Linked DNA regions of Zea mays: region 1 is linked to region 2. Evidence: chromatin contacts called from public Hi-C data. All regions are on one chromosome and are shown on one strand. The core of a region is the stretch at or near the end of the contact, and the rest is flanking DNA. Distances in the headings are between cores, read along the strand shown.

Region 1 (2,997 bases), core at 470-2,969, 260 kb after region 2:
TTATTGGAAAATATAGCCATGTCAAAGGAAGGTGCAAGGGCGTCCTGGAACTCAACATATGAGAAGGGTTTAGTCGATGTACTACATGACAACAAAGATAACCCAAAGTTGAAGGGTCAAAATGGATGGAATTCAGAGGGATGGAAGTGTATCACTGCTAAGTTTAATGAAAGGTTCTCTTTGGCTCATTTCACAAAACAACAATTACAAGAGAAGGACAAAGAACTTAAATCAAGTTATAAAGCAGTAAGAGATTCAAGAAAAGAAAGTTGGACTGGTTGGAATGACTCCCTATGTATGATATTAGCTGAACCAGAGGTTTGGGCAAGGTTGATTAGTGTAAGCAAATTCTTTTTATAACATTATGTCTTTTCTTATTCAATATGATCTTTTTTGTTGCTGAGAACTAATTACATTTCATGTTGCATTTAATAGGCTCACCCAAAGGTTGCAAGGTTTCGCAAGAAGCCATTTCCTCTTTTCTACTCTTTAGAAGCACTTTATGAAGGTGAGTGTCAACAAAGAACCACAATGTTCGAAGAATGTGGCTAAAGCACAAAATCAGGCATGTCCTTAGTTAAGCATGTAACAAAACATAGCTTCCAAGAACATGTTAGCAGCATACTTCTGCAAGTTTCTTCGCTTTTGTCACTTCCTAGTTGTAAAATGTTGGTACATGGTGTAAACTAAACTGTGTGTCAATTGGTGCTACTTGGTATTTGCAGAGTGCTAAGTGGAAGCAACACTTGAAGCTGACATGGAGAAGAAAAATGGAACAACAATCCACATGAAGCTTGTAAAAAAGAAGTTAAACTAATAATTTATTCTAGTGTCAAAGTTCATAATGACTGGACTTGTACTCTGTTATTATGCTATAATAATTTGTTGAATATTAGATGATCATGTCATGTGCTGTTTTTTTTACATTTTTAGTGATGTTTCATTGTGTTTTTGTTTTTCTAAATATTTCCTATTTTTCTTTGATTTTTATGATTTTTTGAAGAATTTTGTCTCCAGAGAGGTTTTTAGCCCCTTGTTTGCCAAACAGTGAGTGACAGGAAAATACATTAAAGTGGGAAAAATCCTCCCAGGGAATTAAAGTGTCATTTAAAATCCTCTTGGTGGATAATTTCCCTAGGTTTTTTGTCTATTTATTGCCAAATTAGCCCTTAATGTAGTTATTCAACGTTAAAAACGACGGCTGATTATTGATCTTTTCGCTTTCACCCCTAACCAAAGGTTTATAGTTTGTATAAGGGCATGTAGATTCAATTGTTCAGCCAGAACGTAGATCGGGAACGGAGTTGCTGGGCCGTCGGATGCTCACCTCTGCTAGTCCTCTGCTGTGTGTGTGGTGCGGTACAGGCATTGCACGGCCCACGCGCTCTCTTACCTCGCTCGTCTCGTCACAGTCACAGCTCAAAAGCAGCAAGGCGGCTGACAGGTGGGCCGCCGAAGCTCGCGAGCGCACTAGCAGAGTACAGGACTACAGATGTACAATAACAGGCTCACTGCTGAAATAAAGAGGAGAGACATGTAATTTCACAGCTAGTTTTAGCACATGAATCTATAAATTTTACGAGAAAGATAAGTTCGATTGGTCATATAATATCAATAAAGAGCTAAATAACATATAGATAGACTGAAAGATTGCTGCAGTACAGCTGTGATTTGAGGGGCGTGTTAGTTGGGGTTGGGGCGCGTGTGCGCTCCATTTCACTTCACCGTTCGAGTGGGCAAAAAGCAGAATCCTGCCTTTCCAACTCCAAGGGGGAGTTGCCATTCCTGTCATCCGGTGTGGCCTTTGGGAGAGGGAGAGAGAAGGAAGGGGAGGCTTCTTCCGTTCCGGCAGCGGCTCCCTCCGCTTTCGGTTCTTTGCAAGATCGAGCGAGCGCAATCATCGATCGCTGCCATCATCACCAGGCAAGCATGGGTATGTATGCCACCGCCCGTCTCCCTCCTTCCCTTCCTTTATTGGTGTCGCTCAGGCCGGCCTGCTCCCGTCCCGTGCGGCGGGGGGCCCTTTCCTTCTATGGCGGCGGCGGCGGCGAGGTTACTTTTACTCTTTGCCTTGTTTGCGCCGTTCTGGTTCTGTTTCGCTTCGGGGAAGGAAATGGTCCCCGCTTCAGTTTTACCTTTTCTTTTCTTTTCTGATGAGTTGGTGAAATTCGGTTGTTTGATTCGGGGAGCCCATTCTACCTGCTTTCGCCCAGTAGCCGCAAGCCCGCAATCACCGCGTGGACGCGGCCACACTTTCTTTCTCTCTTGCATTTCTGGTCTGCAGCTGCGGTTCGGTTCAATCTTGACTCTTGAGTGAAGCGTTTGTTTCTTTTCGTGAAGCAGCATTAGCGGATGGAGAGGCGGATTATTCTTCTTGGGACAGTGACGACGAGTACCAGAAATTCATCCAAAACATGAACCCTCCAAGGTATATATGCTAACCGACTCTTCACCAGTTTCCTTGTTTCAGAGAAAAACAGTTCCTTCCTCAACCACTTTCAGTCTTACCAGTCTGCAAAGTCTCTGTCAGTCTTGCCAGTGTGCAATCCCAAGTTTTTTCATGGTTATATACTAGGCAGGCAACATGTTGATTCATGTTTTTTCTTTTCTCGAGTTCAGGGTCACCATCGACAACACATCATGTCCAAATGCTACAGTCATCCATGTGAGTCCCTCGAATGTCAAACGCGTGTTTCCCCTTGTTCGCGCCTGAAGCTGAAGCTGAAGCTGAAGCTGGCATAGTTTTTGCTCGAACGATACAGGTGGACAGCGCGAACAAGTATGGGATACTGTTGGAGGTAGTGCAGGTCCTCACCGACCTCAAGCTCATAGTCAAGAAGGCATACATATCCTCAGACGGGGGATGGTTCATGGACGGTATGTAGGAGAGCCATTGGTTTCGTTCAATTCCTTTTTCGTCGATTTCTAAGCTGTTTGGGTACGTTTCTGCTGCCAGTCTTCACTGTGACGAACCAAAGTGGGCACAAGATAACGGAC
Region 2 (2,884 bases), core at 100-2,599:
TGATAAAATTGAAACGAGCCGAGTCGAGTCGAGCCGAGCTGGCCACGAGTCGAGCGAGCTCACGAGCCACGAGTATTTTGCCCAGCCCTAACCGTTCCTGCCCGTGTTTGCGTCACTGAGCTTCTTCAGCCGTGCTCTCGATAAGATGTTCTCACCTCAGATCCCGAGATTTAGGACCGAGAAATCGCTCATTGGTGCCGAGCTGAGATCCCGCTAATTGTGGCCCTTAAATGTGTTTTATTTGTACCGCTTAATGTTTCCATGCATTTTTGTGATTTTATCGTTAGTAGGGAATATTTTAGCCAACAACAGAGAATATTTTCGAATAATTACAATTATGTTTAATGTTTCTGTTAGATTTTGTTGATGTCATCTATTTTGAGTAGACAATATTACTAGTCAGTATTTTTATGAGTGGACAATATTGTCTGTGGTCCAACATTGTATGGTATTTGTTACTAAACATTAGTATACAATATTGTTGCTATCATGAGCTGGTGTTTGTGAACCACAACCTCCATCTCCGTATTCAACATGCAACTTCAACGCCCGAGCCAAATGAGTTCGATCCTTCCACAATAGGCAACGACTAATATACAAGCAGTCATTAGATGTAAGCGTACACGCAGCTCTCTTGATCCGTTGGATTTGGATTCAACCGTATGTGTAATCGTGGTTTGTTAGAGGCTTTTTTTATAAAACTACACAAAGTGGTGGTGAGAGGATTTAAATGCTAAATATAGCGTACAGTTAGATCCAGATCTAACAGACTAAAAGATCTGCTTGCACACTTACACATAATAACTACTTGCATATTAGGGGTGTTTAGTTTCTAGAGACTAATGTTTAGTCCCATTATTTTATTCCATTTTAGTCTATAAATTGTTAAATATAGAAACTAAAACAAACTAAAATATAGTTTTAGTTTTTATATTTGGTAATTTTGAAATTAAAATATAATAAAATGTAGGGACTAAAAATTAGTCCATAGAAACCAAACAGCCCTTGGTCGTTGCCTCCGCAACACTCGTGGTGCCCGGTGGTGGTTTCTCCGTGTCTTGTCTTGTGGTGGTTTCTCGGCGAGAAAAAAACGAGAAATCGATGAAACTGAAACCGGTCGGGATTTTGTGAGAATTGGTTGTTTTTCGCCGGTTTCTCGTTCCGGACTGTTGACGCTAAACGGGCATCAAACGAGATTTAAAACCCTGCTACACATTCGAACCAAGTCTCCTAGCAGAAATTTTCTTTATAATTTTTAATGAATAAAAAGAAAAAAAACTGAAAACAGGAAAAAGCGTCCATGGGCCACATTCGGCCCAGCAAGCGTGGCAGTGACCCGAGCCTAGCTGGCAAAAGGGCCCACGGGCGGTCCAACCAGGGAGGCGCCAGCACTTTTGCGCAGGGGCTTCTGACCTTTTCTCTAAACCATCTGTAATTGATGAGCACGATTATGAACTATTCATTTGAGTCACTGATTTCGTATCTGGACTCTCAAAAAGCTTGTTCCATTTGGGGTGAAGTGAAACGGATAGGAGGGAATCAAATCTCTGTTAGCGGCGTCCGTCCAAGCAGGTGCGTGTTTTTTTTCTTCAGCGTCCGTGTATCTGTTCCATCGGGAGTCTGCTTCCTCCTTTGTTTCTTTATTTGGCCCCGCTCGGTTTTTTTGGACTCCGTTTGTATTTGGGTTAATTAGAAATATACACCACTCCAATTTTAAAAAGTTAGAAACTAGTTCATTTTCATGTCACATCATGGCATCAATCTAATTTTACAAAATTAGCATGACAGTTTAATCCTTGTATTTTCAAGCAGATTATTTATTGCTTGGACTCCGCTCATACTTTGTTCTGGTGTTTTTTTGTCGTACAAATAAAAGTTAAAAACAAATAATAAATACAATTAGTGTTTACTTCTCTGGTTTCCATCTTAGATTTATGGCTGATGTTTTCCCTAATTAAAACATAAAAGTTATATATTTTTATCAGCAAAAGAAAATGTAAAGTGTCAGTAATAAATACAGTATGACGGGCCTCGAACCATTGCCCTTTCTGTCTATAAAACAAATAATTTCACTACCATGATGTTGATATAGTTTTCATTAGAAACAAAAAAAATATGATTTTTGAACAATTTTTTTCTTCTAATTCTGTCTAAGTAAATGTATGTCTGCAACTGCAATCTCGATGACGATTGTCATGTGGATAATCGAGAGTGCCTCACATCATAATTATCGAGCTAATACTTGATACGTCAATAATTAACTCTTACTGGCTTTACGATATAATTATATATTTCTATGGGTTTTAGTGAAAAAATATGAAGCTCAATATTTAATTGGAGCATCTGGTAACATATAGATATGATGAAAATTATTGTTATAATATATTGGTGTCTAAATATTTTTTGTACTTTGCAACAATAGATAAATGTACATTAAACGATATTGTGCTTTGCAATGAGAGGTAAAAATGTATCGAAGCTGCAATATAATTCAATACATACTTTACAGGATACTATCTCATTGTGATCAATAATAACCTATAATATGGATACCATGGTTAACATAAAATAAATTATTTTATTGCAATTTTATAGAAATGATAAATATAGATAGATATAGACCATCCTCATCTTCGTTTATGATGAATGTTTGATAGTTGGAACGTACGTATATGTTTGCTAGTATATAAAAATATAAATATAAGTATTATTAGATTTTTCATAAAATATATCTCCAGAATTTTTTATTTGGTGTAAAAAACATTAATACCTTTAAAGGTATAATATCTAGTCAAAATTTAAACAATTTACCGAGAATGTGCGTAAGTAAAGATAGAGGTAGTAGAAAACGGTCCCTAAGGCCCATAACAACAACAACAAGAAG

The links. A called contact is a pair of places that touch in the nucleus more often than the background predicts.
Region 1: a Hi-C map of tassel shows a contact between it and region 2, with 5 times the contacts expected there. The contact joins the promoter of LOC100274391 here to the enhancer-like site in region 2. A contact is called at or near these places in 2 of 25 Hi-C or Micro-C datasets (ear and tassel).

What each region holds. Positions count from the first base shown.
Region 1 is chr1:73,359,727-73,362,723 of Zm-B73-REFERENCE-NAM-5.0, forward strand. It overlaps LOC100274391, which reads left to right and starts at 1,720. Exons shown (of 8, transcript NM_001148751.1): 1 at 1,720-1,933; 2 at 2,344-2,428; 3 at 2,620-2,665; 4 at 2,763-2,877; 5 at 2,957-2,997. The coding sequence starts at 1,930. It overlaps LOC100278607, which reads left to right. Exons shown (of 5, transcript NM_001151829.1): 3 at 17-339; 4 at 436-508; 5 at 726-895. The coding sequence starts at 19. The coding sequence ends at 733.
Region 2 is chr1:73,100,727-73,103,610 of Zm-B73-REFERENCE-NAM-5.0, forward strand. No RefSeq gene overlaps it. Among protein-coding and RNA genes, the nearest start is that of LOC103636314, 25 kb to the right of the region's middle. Within about 2 kb of position 1,350, at least 15 of the 20 cell types and tissues checked have an H3K27ac peak or open chromatin away from gene starts, as enhancers often do. A contact at or near this core is called in ear and tassel, where this site is marked.